Linked DNA regions of Mus musculus: region 1 is linked to region 2. Evidence: chromatin contacts called from public HiChIP or PLAC-seq data. All regions are on one chromosome and are shown on one strand. Each heading gives the region's core, a stretch centred on a gene start, on an enhancer-like site or on the middle of the called end of the contact. The rest is flanking DNA. Distances are from core to core; before and after follow the strand shown. Region 1 overlaps Hip1 (huntingtin interacting protein 1). Region 2 has its middle 16 kb from the start of Mdh2.

Region 1 (6,644 bases), core at 3,876-6,375, 300 kb after region 2:
CGCCAAAAAAAGAAGATGCTCCATAGCTAGAATTCCTCAGTTGAGGCTCCTTCCTCTCTAATCAACCTGGCTTCTGTCATGTTGACAGAAAGCTTGACATACGACACACGAGGTTAATCCCTGGCCATGCATGAGCAACATACAGCATTTCCCACCCTCCCAGTGCCCCACACCCTCCCCAAACATACAGAAAATATTAAGGCTGAGTCCTCTGGGTTTATACACACTTTAGTGGGGACCAGAAGATAGACACTTGAAGCTCCTCAACTGTCCCTCCTAGGAACCAGCCAGTCCTTTGCCAGACCAGGAGGCCATACTTGCAGACACAGTGTGTCAATGACTGTGTCTCCTAGGCTCTTGACTGCCCCAGACTGATCTTCACTGTGATAGCTGAAGAACACTTAGCCTTTGCTGGCTCTGTCCGAGTGATGCTTCAATCCTCTTCTCATTACTCATTGATGCCAAAGCTCTCAGCCTTCCCCGGGGACAGTTCTGACATCCCCAGCTGGTGCCCAGAGAGAGCCCCAGGGCAGACCTGTCTTTGCTGATGGCCTTGCTCCCAAAGAACAAACTGTCAGCAGCAAGTGATTGGTGCCTTTGCTAGTCTGAGTTGACCAGAGGATATGGGGGAAACAGAAATTACTACTTATGGCGGGTTTGATTGAGGCACCATCTTCACTGTGGCTCAGTGTCCAGGCTGGGAATGCGGCAGATTGGGCCACACAGACACATCCTGGCACGCCACAGTGAGAGAGCATCCTGATCCCATGGCAAAGTACAGCTACACAGACCTCATTAGTTTGAGCGCAGGCTCAGATACCTGTGACTGGGCTTCTTTGTTTAATTGTTGTCTGTCTGTGCTATCACACATGTGTGTGGAGGTCAATGTCAGGCACTCATGAGGCAAAGGCAGGAACATCTCTATAAATTCGAGGTCAGTTTGGGCTACATATCAATTTCCAGGACAGCCAGGGCTCTGTGTGTGTGTGTGTGTGTGTGTGTGTGTGTGTGTGTGTGTGTGTGTGTGTGTGTGAGTGTGTGTGTGTGTGTGTGTGTGTGTGTGTGAGTATGTGTGTGTGTGTGTGTGTGTGTGTACATGTGCATACAATCCTAACCCCATGCTCCAGTACTTTTATAGGGGTGTCCTCTTCCTTCACCACGTGAGACTTGGGGATCAAATTCAGGCAATCAGGTTTGGCAGAAAGTGACTTTACCCACTGAATGGTCTCCTGCCCTTCACCTTGTATTTTTCTGAGGCAAGGTCTCTCTGGACTCGGAGCTTCCTGGGTAGGCGGGACTGGTGGTTCCCTGAGCCCCAGGATCCTCCTGTACTCCCTGCTCAGCTCCTGGATTGCAAGCACGTGCAACAATATTGGTGGACCTTCTCTCTGGGTGCCAGGAATCAAGCAGGTCTTCATATTTATGTAGCAAGGACTTGACCGACTGAGCCATCTCTTTATCCCCTGTTTGTGGATACTGGGTCTCACGTAGCCCAGGCCGATCTGTAACTCACACTAGCTAAGTCGTGACTTTGAATTAATTCTTCATCTTCCTGCCTCCATATTGTGAATGCCTGGGTTATAGGCAGATGCCATGATGCCCTGTTTGTGTGGTGCCAGGGATGGAGCCAGAGCCTCACGCATGCTGGGCACGAGCTCTATCAGTCAAGTTACATCCTCAGCCCTGGAACTAGGCCTTTAGTGAGCTGCCCTTGCCAGTACTTGGGTGCTGCCACGCTAATGCCCTTGAGGGAGATTTGTGGAGTTTGCAGTTGGCTCTCCTGTTTGGTCCATTAGGCAAACACAACACATATGGGGCTGTCCTTCCCTCAGATGATTGCTGTGGCAGGTCACCAGGGGACCTGAGGCCCAGCACCTGCTGTGGGGTCAGCTCAGGACTCTGTCCAGAACTACTGACTACTGTTTGTTTTTTCAGGAACACAGAGGGTGACATGCCTGGGAAGAGCCATAGGCATTCTAATTGCTAAATTTGTCATTCTGAGTACGAATCCCAGAAGTCCAGGGCACCAGCTGCCCCAAGAGCGGCTTAGCTCCACCCTCTTCCTGCTGTATTGACCAATCGCCTACTTGCTGAGACTTAGACTCTTGAGTCTTGGGCCAGCAAAATGGCTGGGCTGGTAAAGGTGTCAGACACCAAGACTGACAACCTGAGTTCAGCCCCTGGGACACACGCTGTTGAAGGAGAAAATTATCTTCTTCAGGTCAGCCTTTGACCCCACATTGTCTCTCCCCTTCTCCCTTTCTCTCTCTGATATACACTGCATACACACACACACACACACACACACACACACACACACAAAACAACACAAATGAATAAAACCTGCCAGCTGTGGTGGTGCACGCCTCTAATTCCCCAGCACATGGGAGGCAGAGGCAAGCTTATCTCTGACTTTGAAGCCAGCCTGGACTACATGTTGAGTTCCAGGTCAGCCAGGGCTACGTAGTGAGACCCTGTCTCTAAATAAATAAATACATAAATACATAAATAACATATAATAAATAGAAGTGCTGAGGTGTTTGCAGAGATATTTAACTAGGGAGGGAAGACCCACCCTGAATGTAGGCACTGATATTTCATGGGCTGGGGTCTCCGACGATAAAAAAGGAAAAAAACACAGGGCCAGGTGCTTTTGGGGAATGCCTTTAATCCCAGCACTCAGACTGGTAGATCTCTATGAGTCTACAGAGCTTAGATCCAGGACAGCTAGGGCTACACAGAGAAACCCTATCTCAAAAAACAAACAAACAAATAAGAATGAAAAAAGAAAGAAACAAAAAGTAAAAGAGAAAGAAAGGGGTTGGGGATGTAAGTCAGTGGAGTACTTGCCTGGTATACACAAGGCTGAGTTCCGTCCTTGGCACTACACAAACTGGGCACAGTTGGAGGAGCCTGTAATGCCAGCAGCACGCAGGAGGTGGAGGTAAAGGGATCAGGTACATAGCCTAAGGGACATGAAATGCTGTTTCAAAAAAAAAAAAAAAGTCATACTCAGTGATTTTCCTCCAGCTGGGCCCCACCCTACCTTTGACCACCTTCTATAATGGCATATTGTGAATACATTAAATAATTAATCCTCTGATTAGGTCAAAGCCCTCCAGATCTGTCTCTGGAGGCACCTGATAGACACACCGGAGAGATGCTTAGCCAATCCATAGGGTTCTTTTTCTTATTCTTTCTCTCTCTCTTTCTTTCCTTTCCTTTTTTTTTAAGATTTATTTATTCATTATATGTAAGTACACTGTAGCTGTCTTCAGACACACCAGGGAGTCAGATCTCGTTACGGATGGTTGTGAGCCACCATGTGGTTGCTGGGATTTGAACTCTGGACCTTTGGAAGAGCAGTCGGGTGCTCTTACCCACTGAGCCATCTCACCAGCCCCTCTTTCCTTTCCTTTCCTTTTCCTTTTTCTTCTTTTTTGCTTTTCTTTCTATTTTTTTTAGACAGGGTTTCTCTGTGTAGCTCTGGCTGTCTTAGAACCCACTTTGTAGACTAGGCTGGCCTCAAACTTACAGAGATCTGTATGCCATCAGGTTCAGCTCTTTTATGTTGCTGAGCAGTGGTGGTGCACGCCTTTAATCCCAGCACTTGGGAGGCAGAGGCAGGTGGATTTCTGAGTTCCAGACTAGCCCGGTCTACAGCTAGGACAGCCAGGGCTACACAGAGAAACTCCGTCTCGGAAGAAAAAAAAAAAAGACATGTTATAGCCGGGTGTGGTGGCAGGCACCTGTAGTTCCAGCACCCAGGAAGGAGAGACGGGCTTATCTCTGAGTTTGAAGGGGGACAGCCCAGGGCGACACAGAGAAATCTTGTTTCAACAAACAACAAAGACTTATTGTATGATTTTATTTGTGTGTGTCTGTGCTGTGCATGTGTGTGCAGAGTGCGCAGGTGTTCACAGAGGCCAGAAGGAGGCGCAAATTCCCCGGAGCTGGAGTTAGTGGTATTTGTGAGCCATCTGTTGTAGATGCTACACACTCCAAACCCTGGCCCTCTGACACAGCAGCGGTGAATGCCCTTAACCGCTGAGCTGTCTCTCTGCTCTTCTGTTACCCCTTCCTTCATATCACCTTCTCTTCCATCTTTCCTAATGTTTCTATTTATTTAATTATTCTTGTGTGTGCACATATCTGCCGTGGCACACACATGAAGGTCAGAGGACAACGATGTGGAGTCTGTTCTCTCCATTTTGCCTTCACATGGGCTCCAGGGTTCGAACTCAGCTTGCCAAAGCCTCTCCAGGCACGAGCCTTTATCTGATGGGCCATCTCTCCAACCCACGTTGGATGTTTTGAAATGTGTCTCCTGTAGTCCAGGCTAGACTTCAACTCGCTAAGGTAGCCAAAGATGAGCTTGAATGTCTAATCCCCCTGCCTCTGCCTCCTGAGGGCTGTGTTCTGCCATGGTGGGTTGATGTGACACTGGAATGGAGCTCAGAGCTTCATGCGTGCTAGGTAAGGATGCTACCCACTGAGCCACAACCTAGTCCCATCTCTTCACTGCAGATATTAAAGCATAGTATACAAAGTTGAAGAAACTTAAGGTGGGTGTGGCAGTGCACACCTGGGTCCCCAGCACCCTTGAGGCAGGTCAGGAGCTAGAGAGATGGTGGCTCTGTGGTTAAGAGTACTGCCTGCTCTTCCAGAGGACCTGGGTTTGATTCTCAACACCCACACGGAGGAGGCTCACAACCACAAATAAACAGTTGAAAAAAATACAAAAAACAAAACAAAACAAATCCAGGGACCTCTGGCCTATCCCTGCTTATCCCCAGGTTCCATGGTCACTGCTCCTTATATCAGCATGTATCTCCGTAGTCATAACAATGCCTTCTGCCCCAGCCTCCCGGATGCGCGTAGGATTGAACGAGACAATAGACCAAAAGGTATTTTGTAAACACTGCAGCCCTGTAGAGAGAGACTTTATTTTTAAAAACAATAGCGTAACAACTAAGGCTACAAGCCCTTTGACAAGCATTGTTTGATTACTAAGCTTATCACTGGGAATTACTGAAATTGATCACCTTTACAACGCAATGCTCTGTATCAACGCCCTACCCTGGCCTGGCCCCCAAGGCCTGTGGTGTGGAATGTGTAGGGCCAGGCTGCACAAATCTGGTCACCAGTAGGTGTCAGCCTCCACCAGGACACATCCACTGGTCTATATACTTGTCAAAGAATGGCAGCTTTCTCCCTTTTCCATAAAACTTTCTTTTATGTGTGGTACTGAGGCTTTCACACCTGCTAGGAAAGCACTGTCACTGAGCCACGCCCCCAGCCCCTCACTGGAGGATTCTAGGCAGGTGCTCCACCACTGAGCCACGCCCCCAGGCCCTCCCTGGGGGATTCTAGGCAGGGGCTCTACCGCTGAGCCACGCCCCCAGCCCCTTACTGGAGGATTCTAGGCAGGGCTCTACTGCTGAGTCATGCCCCCAGCCCTCTTTATATTTTGTTTGTTTGTTTAGGTTTTTTTGGTTTTTACTTTGAGGTAAGGGTCTCACTTAAATTGCCAAAGATGAGAAGTATGGTAAAGTGGGAGGGGTGAGAGACTGGGAGAAGGTAGACTACAAAGGTGGGAGGGGAGGCCAAAGCATTAAAGGTCTTGATTAAAAAAAAAAAAAGGGGATCTGTTTTTTATTTGAGGTTGGCCGATGAGAAATTATAATTAAATTACTGTAAGAATGATGAGAGAGAGGGGGCTGGAGAGATGGCTCAGCGGTTAAGAGCACTGACTGCTCTTCCGAAGGTCCTGAGTTCAAATCCCAGCAACCACATGGTGGCTCACAACCATCCGTAATGAGATCTGACACTCTCTTCTGGTGTGCCTGAAGACAGCTACAGTGTACTTAATTATAATAATAAATAAATCTTTAAAAAAAAAAAAAAAAGAATGATGAGAGAGGAAGAGACTACAGGCAAATATGTAGATCAGTTGAGAGGGTGTGTTTGTTTTACAATTTTTACTCCATTTATTTATTTACTTATTTATGTGCTTATTCATTTATTGGTGGGGCCCACACATGTCCCACATATGCCACTGTCCTTGTGTGGAGGTCAGAGGGCAGCTTCCAGTAATCAGTTGACTCCTTTTATCATGTGGGTCCCAGGGATCGAACTTAGTTCTTTAGGTAAGTGCCTTTAGGTGCTCAGCAGCCCCCAGAGGCTGTTTTCTGAGACACTTCTGCACAGGCCTCGCCCCTGTAAATGGAGCAAGGTACATTCTTGCCCCTGGCTAGCTGGTCCTCTTTTGTCACAGCTTCAGGGTGAGGTAACTGGAAAGCAGCCCAGCCCAAGGGCAGTTTAGGCAAGCTTCAGTGCTTGCTGGCCTTTGAGCATGTGCATTTCCAGTAATCGCTACAACAAAGCTGACCACAGGCTCAGTAGTTAAAACATCAGAATTCTGGGGCCAATGACAGGGCTCAATGGGTAAGGGTGCTTGCCACCAAACCCAGTGACCTAAGTTCAGATCTCCTGGATCCCACATGGTGGAAAGAATGGATTTTTGCAAACACACACACACACACACACACACACACACACACACACACACACACACGCACACACGCACAGCCTCTCTCTTTCGTAAATGTAATAAAAATAGAAGCAGTACCTTGCCCCCTCAT
Region 2 (6,701 bases), core at 2,536-5,035:
ATTCCAAAGCTCATTCTTCCTTCCTTCTTCCTTCCTTCCTTCCTTCCTTCCTTCCTTCCTTCCTTTCTTCCTTTCTTCCTTTCTTCCTTTCTTCCTTTCTTCCTTCCTTCCTCCCTCTCTCTCTCTCTCTTTCTTTCCTTCTTCCTCCCTCCCTTCCTTCTTCCTTCCTTCCTTTCTTTCTCTCTTTTAAAAAGATTGTACTTATTATCATACCTAAGTACACTGTAGCTGTCTTTAGACTTGCCAGAAGAGGGCATCAGATCTCATTATGGGTGGTTGTGAGCCACCATGTGGTTGCTGGGATTTGAACTCAGGACCTTCAGAAGACCAGTCAGTGCTCTTAACCACTGAGCCATCTCACCAGCCCCCCAAAGTACTTTCCTAATGGGCTAAAAGATATTAGGTCATGTACAGAGGTGGGTAACGAAAGGGGCCAAAGCAAGCCCAAGATGAGCTGCCTCTAGAATTGGGAACCTTCTAAATTCTCTACACCGTTCGGGTTCTGTTCAGTTGTGTCTTTCTGGGGACTCTCATTTACAAATGCTGTTGCCCAGGGGTCACTTTGGGAAAGAAATATCATTAATTATACGATGTTGGCCTTGGGGTATATTAATTCCTTTCCTTATCACCACGACAAGAGCAGCTTAGGGGAGGAAGGGACGGCTGTGTCCCACAGTGTGAGCTTATCTGTCAGGGAAGGTGCAGCAGCAGCAGCAGGAGCATGAGGCAACTCCTCCCGAGGCATCCATAGTCAGGAAGCAGCGAGAGAGGGATGCTGGGGCTCTGCTTGCTTTCTTCCTTGCATCCCTTCCAGGACCTCAGACCGAGGGACGCTGCTGCCCACATTCAGGGTGGGTTTCCTCTCCTCAGTTAGACCTGTCTAGAAATGCCCTCATGGACACAGCCAGCAACCAAATTCCACCAAGTTGCCAATGGAAACTCACCATCATAGGCGATGGGAAAAACCACTTCCAAATCCCAGCACTTGGGATACAGAGGCAGGCTGATTTCTGAGTTCGAGGCCAGCCTGGTCTACAGAGTGAGTTCCAGGACAGCCAGGTCTATACAGAGAAACCCTGTCTCGAAAAACAAAACAACAACAACAAAAACCCACTTCAACAAAAATCCCACTTCCAAGTCCTGGATTTGAGCCCCCTTCAGGAATGGAAGTGTAGCTCAGTGAGGTGAACAGCTGTGTGGGTGCCCTGGAATGGGATATATAAGTTGCTCTCTGGATCCCCAAACTTGAGCTTGTATTTAGGAGGAGTGCCAGTCTATGGTGCTATTAAAATATTTAACTAGGGCTGGAGAGATGGCTCAGCAGTTAAGAGCACTGGATGCTCTTACTGAGGACGGAGGTTCGGTTCCCAGCACCAGTATGGCAGCTCACAACCATCTGTTACTTCAGTCCCAGGGGAATTAGTGCTCTCCTCTGACTGTGTGGGCATTGCACACTTATGGTGCACACACAGGCAAAGCACTCATACACATAAAATAAAAAAACAAAATCCTTTGAAGGATTCAGTATAGCTGGGTATGATGCTACACCTCAGCACCCAGCAGACTGAGCTAGAAGGATCATGGTTTCCAGGGTAGCCTGAGCTACATAGGGAGATCTTGCCTCAAAAATAAAACCAAGGAAGGAAGGAAGGCTGGGAGGTGGCTTAATGGTTAAGGACACTCTCACTGCTCTTGCAGAGGACTCGAGATCAGAGCCTTAGCACTCATGTCAGGATGCTCACAACCACCTGTAACTCTAGCTCCAGGGATCTGACCCCTTCTCCTGGACTTCACATATACCTGCACACACATGCAATTCCCCTCTCTACCCCCGCAACATATAATTAAAAATAAAATCTGGTTTTAGATGGTGTACTGGCTGGTTTAGTGTCAACTTGACACAAGCTGGAGTTATCACAGAGAAAGGATCCTCCCTTGAGGAAATGCCTCCATGAGACCCAGCTATAACACATTTTCTCAATTAGTGAGTGATCAAGTGGGGAGGGCCCAGCCCTATGTGGGTGGTGCCATCCCTAGGCTGGTAGTCCTGGGTTCTATAAGAAGGCAAGCTGAGCTAGCCAGGGGAAGCAAGCCAGCAAGCAGCACCCCTCCACGGCTTCTGTATCCACCCCTGCCTCCAAGGTTCCACCTGTGTGAGTTCCTATCCTGACTTCCTTTGGTGATGAACAGCAATGTGGAAGTGTAAGCTGAATAAACCCTTTCCTCCCCAACCTGCTTCTTGGTCATGATGTTTGTGCAGTATTAGAAACCCTGACTAGGACAGATGGGTACCGGATACTGGAAGCACTTGGGTACTGATCAGTGGACTTAGGGGTCCTCTTGGCGTGTTCAGCAGTTACCCATTTACTAAAGGGAATTTTGGGATGATCTACAGGCGATGGCCTCAGACAGAGCAACAACAGGTGACTTAAGTGGGCTACGGAAATGTCTCTTCCTCCCCAGTAGGTCAGCTATCCTGGGGTGACTATTTTCAAGAGGTTCTCCACTTCTGGCATCTGCTTCTGTCTGCCCTGCAGTGACCCCAGTTAGATGGCATAACAGAATGAAGAGGGTCAAGAGAGAATGTGATCTAGTCAACTGGCTAGGATCCCCTTGTGTTAGAGAAAAGGAGACAACAGTTCTCTCTCTCTCTCTCTCTCTCTCTCTCTCTCTCTCTCTCTCTCTCTCTCTCGGTCAGATTTGTCATTTTTATGTATATGTCTACCTGCACAGTCTTTTGTTTTGGTTTTTAAAATATTTATTTATTTGCTTTATGTACGAGTTCTCAGCTTTCAGACACACCAGAGGAGGGCATCGGATTCCATTACAGACGGTTGTGAGCCACCGTGTGGTTGCTGGGATTTGAACTCAGGACCTCTGGAAGAGCAACCAGTCATCTTAACCACTGAGCCATCTCTGAGTCCCCTACCTGTGCAGATTTATGTGCAGCACCTGAGTGCAGGAGTCCCCAGAGCCTGGAAGAGGCCGTTGGATCCTCTGGAACAGTCCACACCTGAGTGCTAGAAACTGGACTCAGGTCCTCCGGAAGAGCAATAAGCCTCTTACTGGGAGCTAACAATAGCCTTTTAAAGTAGGTTCAGGCGATCTATCCTGAGCCCAGAATACAGGCCCCAGGCCAGGTCTCTGGCCTCAGATGTCTGCAGAAACTGCAGGGCAGACCTGGGCCTGTCCCCACTCCTGTCCCCTAGGTAGCTTTCTTCTACACTGGGTTTGAATATCAGCCTCCTTTCTCCTTGGATATCAGCATTGTCCTTGTCCAGTGTCCAGAGCGTTGGAGGCAGGAAAAGCCCATAGACAGTCTGGCCACTCCCTCAAACCTACAGAGACTCAGAGCTTTGCTTTCCGACCTAGGGGCGTCTTTCCTTGGCCCTCCCTTTATTGTTTGCTCTTACTCTGGCGGCTGGCGACTGTCCCCTCCCTTCTGCCTGGATGAGACAAGACCAGACAGCACGGCTAGCCTGATTTGGCTCTGGAATGCTAATCTCACTCCCGAGTGACCTAGTCTGCCTGGAAACTATGCACAGCATCGGCCTCTCGCCCCCTCTTCTGGCCACAGAGGGAACTGCAGAGTCTGGGCCCGGAAGCCTGGACACCACAGCGAACTCACGAAAACTCACTAAATTGCTCTCCTTTTCATTTTCCAATGCGACCGTGGTTCCTTCCCCTGACCCCAGCAATCTTCTACAATCCATTTGTTCTCATTCGGGTCCCCCACTGCCTCGAAGCTGCTAAGGACTGCCTCTCATAATGGCTTGCATAATGAGCACATTAACACTCCAATCACCACCCTCGCCTTGCTTTGCTAGTCAGGAAACAGGAGGTGGTCAGGGAGGGAGTTAACTGGATGGACATTCTACAAGAACAGTACTAGCTTTTAGCTGCTAAGTCATCCCTCCAGCTCTTCCTGGTCTTCCACTGACCCCAGAGCTCCCTGATTGGCTAGCCTGGCTGGCCAGCAAGTGCCAGGAATCCTCCTGTCTCCGTTCTACCTCCAATTTCCTCAGTGCTGTGGTTACATGTGCATAATGCCACACCTGGCTTTTTCTGTGTGCTCTTCGTCTGTGTTTAAGTACTAGGTATTTCCCCCACTGAGCATCTCCCCAGTGGCGCTGAGAGGGAGTGGAAATGGGGCTGAGAAGTGAGTTGGCCCTTCCCAAGCTGCTTACAGCCACCCCGTTGACTCTCAGGCTCTCTGTTGTGTTCTTGCATCGTGGAGTGCCGGCCTTTGGCTAGGAGTCTCTTGGCACTTTCCCGGAATGTAGTCTAGAGCCCACTTCGCATGCAAAGAGGATCTTTCTCATTGGACTGAAGCAGCTTCAGTCTGTGGCCTAACACCAAATTGTGAAGTTATTTAAAACATCGAGTCATCTCCCTCTTTTGTTAGATTTATATTTGTGTGCACGTGTGTTCAGGTGTGTTTGTCTGTGTGTGCACTTGTGTGTGGAGGTCAGAGGTCAACTTCAGGTGTTCCTCAGAACATCCAGTCTGTCCATCTTGGTTTTGAGACAGTCTGTCTCATGGGCCTGCCACTCAGTGATGTGACCAGGTTGCCTGGCCAGTGAGTCCTGGGGGTTCAAACTCACGGCCTTGTGCTTATGAAGAACATGTCCTCTACCAGGGAACTGTCGACCTTATGCAATGTTTTCCTTACTAGATTGTGGGACTTTTGATGAGGAACCTTGTAGCTGGCAAGGCCTTAATCTCAGGCTCAGAAGTTTGGACACACTTGCTCCTTCGCTGCCTGAAATGCTAGCCCAGCACTCTCCTGTGTGAGCAGGCTGCCAAGGAAGACTGGAGATCCCTGCTCTGCCTAGACATCTGGGGGTGTCTTTTCTGGAGCCTTGGGGTCCCAGCCCTTCACCTTCATTTCTCCTGCTAGTTCTGAGACCAGAGCTGTCAGGCGAGACCTGACAGGCAGGAGCCAACACCAATGTGGCAGTGGGACCTGAGATCCCAGCGCTCAGAAGGATTTTTCACCTTAAGCGGGATTTTGTATTACCTTAAACATAGTGAGACTGTCAAAAAAGCATGTAGCCAGAGGACATAAAGGTCATTGCTTTCCTACTTTCACTCTTGCCATGGAGTTTTTGCTGGGTGGTATGTGTTTATGTGGTGATGCTTCGTGGCTGGTTTCTTTTCTCTTCCTCTTTAGGTTGAGACAATGTTTCTATATGTAGCCCTGGTTGTCCTGGAACTATGTAGACCAGGCTGGCCTCCAGCTCAGAGATCTGCCTGCCTCTGACTCCTGGTGCTGGAATTAAACACCTCGCTTTGCTACAATTTGTTTCTAATACCAATTTTTTTAAAGGAAGATTATTTTATGTATGTGAGTACACCTTAGCTATACAGATGTTTGTGAGCCTTCATGTGGTTTTTAGGGATTGAATTTTTAGGACCTCAGCTCACTCTGGTCAATACCGCTCGTTCAGTCCCTGCTTGCTCCAGCCCAAGCTTCATTTATTATTATACATAAGTACACTGTAGCTGTCTTCAGACACACCAGAAGAGTGTGTCAGATCTCATTACGGGTGGTTGTGAGCCACCATGTGGTTGCTGGGATTTGAACTCAGGACCTTCGGAAGAGCAGTCATCTTACCAGCCCCCTCTAATACCAATTCTAACTGTGCATAAGTTCACTAAGTTATATGGACTTTGGGTCTACATTTTTGGGTGTGTGATACTTTTATTTACTTAAAGGATTTTTTAATAATAAAGTCTATACAAAAAAAAAAAAAAAAAGGACTAACCAGGATTGGGCAGATGGTCCAGTCAAGTAGAGCGCTGACTAGTCATGCAAGAATGAGAACCTGCGTTTGCTCTCCAGCATCAGTTGTTCCCCCTCTCCCCACTTCCCTCTCGCACCAGGCCTTTAATTTTCTCATTACACATGGTTGTGAGCCACCATGTGGTTGCTGGGATTTGAACTCATGACCTACGTAAGAGCAGTCAGTGCTCTTAACCCCTGAGTCATCTCAACAGCCCAACAGCCCTCCAGTACCAATCTTAAAAAAAAGAAAGAAATAGGGCCTGGAGCTATCCCAGCCTATGCCAGCACCCATGGGGCAGCCCTGAAATATGAGCAGTGACCATCCACAACCAAGAGATCACTAGACCTTAGCTCCAGCCTGTCAGGTGAAAGGAAGGTTGCAGAATTGAGGCACAAAGGAGGTGGTTCTGTTTCTCCCCTCCTGGAGCAGACTGCACTATGTAAGCCAGGCTGACCATGAACTTGCTCCTCAGACCTTTTATTTTTGGTGGCACTAGGAATTGATCCAGTCTGTTCTCTGCTGCTGTGACAAGCACCATGGCCAAAAACACTTCAGGGAAGAAGGGCTTATGTGGCTTAAACTTCCAGGTCTCAGGCTATCATTTGAGGGAGCTCAAGGCAGGAACCTGATAGCAGGCCTGCTTGCCATTCCACATATTACCTCAGACCAAGGAACTCACTTCACTGCCAAACAAGGGCAGAAAGCTTACACTCAGCCAAATTTCTAAAAGATTATTTTGTTCTGTTGAGACAGGGTCTCACTCTGTAGTGGAACTATGAAGACCACGTTAGCCTGGAGCTCATAGAGATCTGTCTGCCACACCTCCTGAGTGCTGGGACTAAAGGTGTGCCACCATACCCAACTACTATCTTCAGTGTTTGTGTGGCTATTTGTACCTGCACCTTTGCTCAC

Evidence for each region. HiChIP or PLAC-seq counts read pairs in DNA pulled down with a chosen protein or histone mark.
Region 1: a contact with region 2 is called in an H3K27ac HiChIP or PLAC-seq map of embryonic stem cells, with 3 times the contacts expected there. The contact joins two enhancer-like sites. A contact is called at or near these places in 5 of 115 datasets of contacts at active chromatin or transcription factors (embryonic limb bud and embryonic stem cells) and 2 of 9 other capture datasets (embryonic stem cells and pancreatic islet).

What each region holds. Positions count from the first base shown.
Region 1 is chr5:135,492,957-135,499,600 of GRCm38.p6, reverse strand. The region is part of intron 1 of Hip1 (huntingtin interacting protein 1); the gene reads left to right. Among named protein-coding and RNA genes, the nearest start is that of Gm52790, 40 kb to the left of the region's middle. Within about 2 kb of position 5,125, at least 28 of the 459 cell types and tissues checked have an H3K27ac peak or open chromatin away from gene starts, as enhancers often do. A contact at or near this core is called in embryonic stem cells, where this site is marked.
Region 2 is chr5:135,791,580-135,798,280 of GRCm38.p6, reverse strand. No RefSeq gene overlaps it. Among named protein-coding and RNA genes, the nearest start is that of Mdh2, 16 kb to the right of the region's middle. Within about 2 kb of position 3,785, at least 225 of the 459 cell types and tissues checked have an H3K27ac peak or open chromatin away from gene starts, as enhancers often do. A contact at or near this core is called in embryonic stem cells, where this site is marked.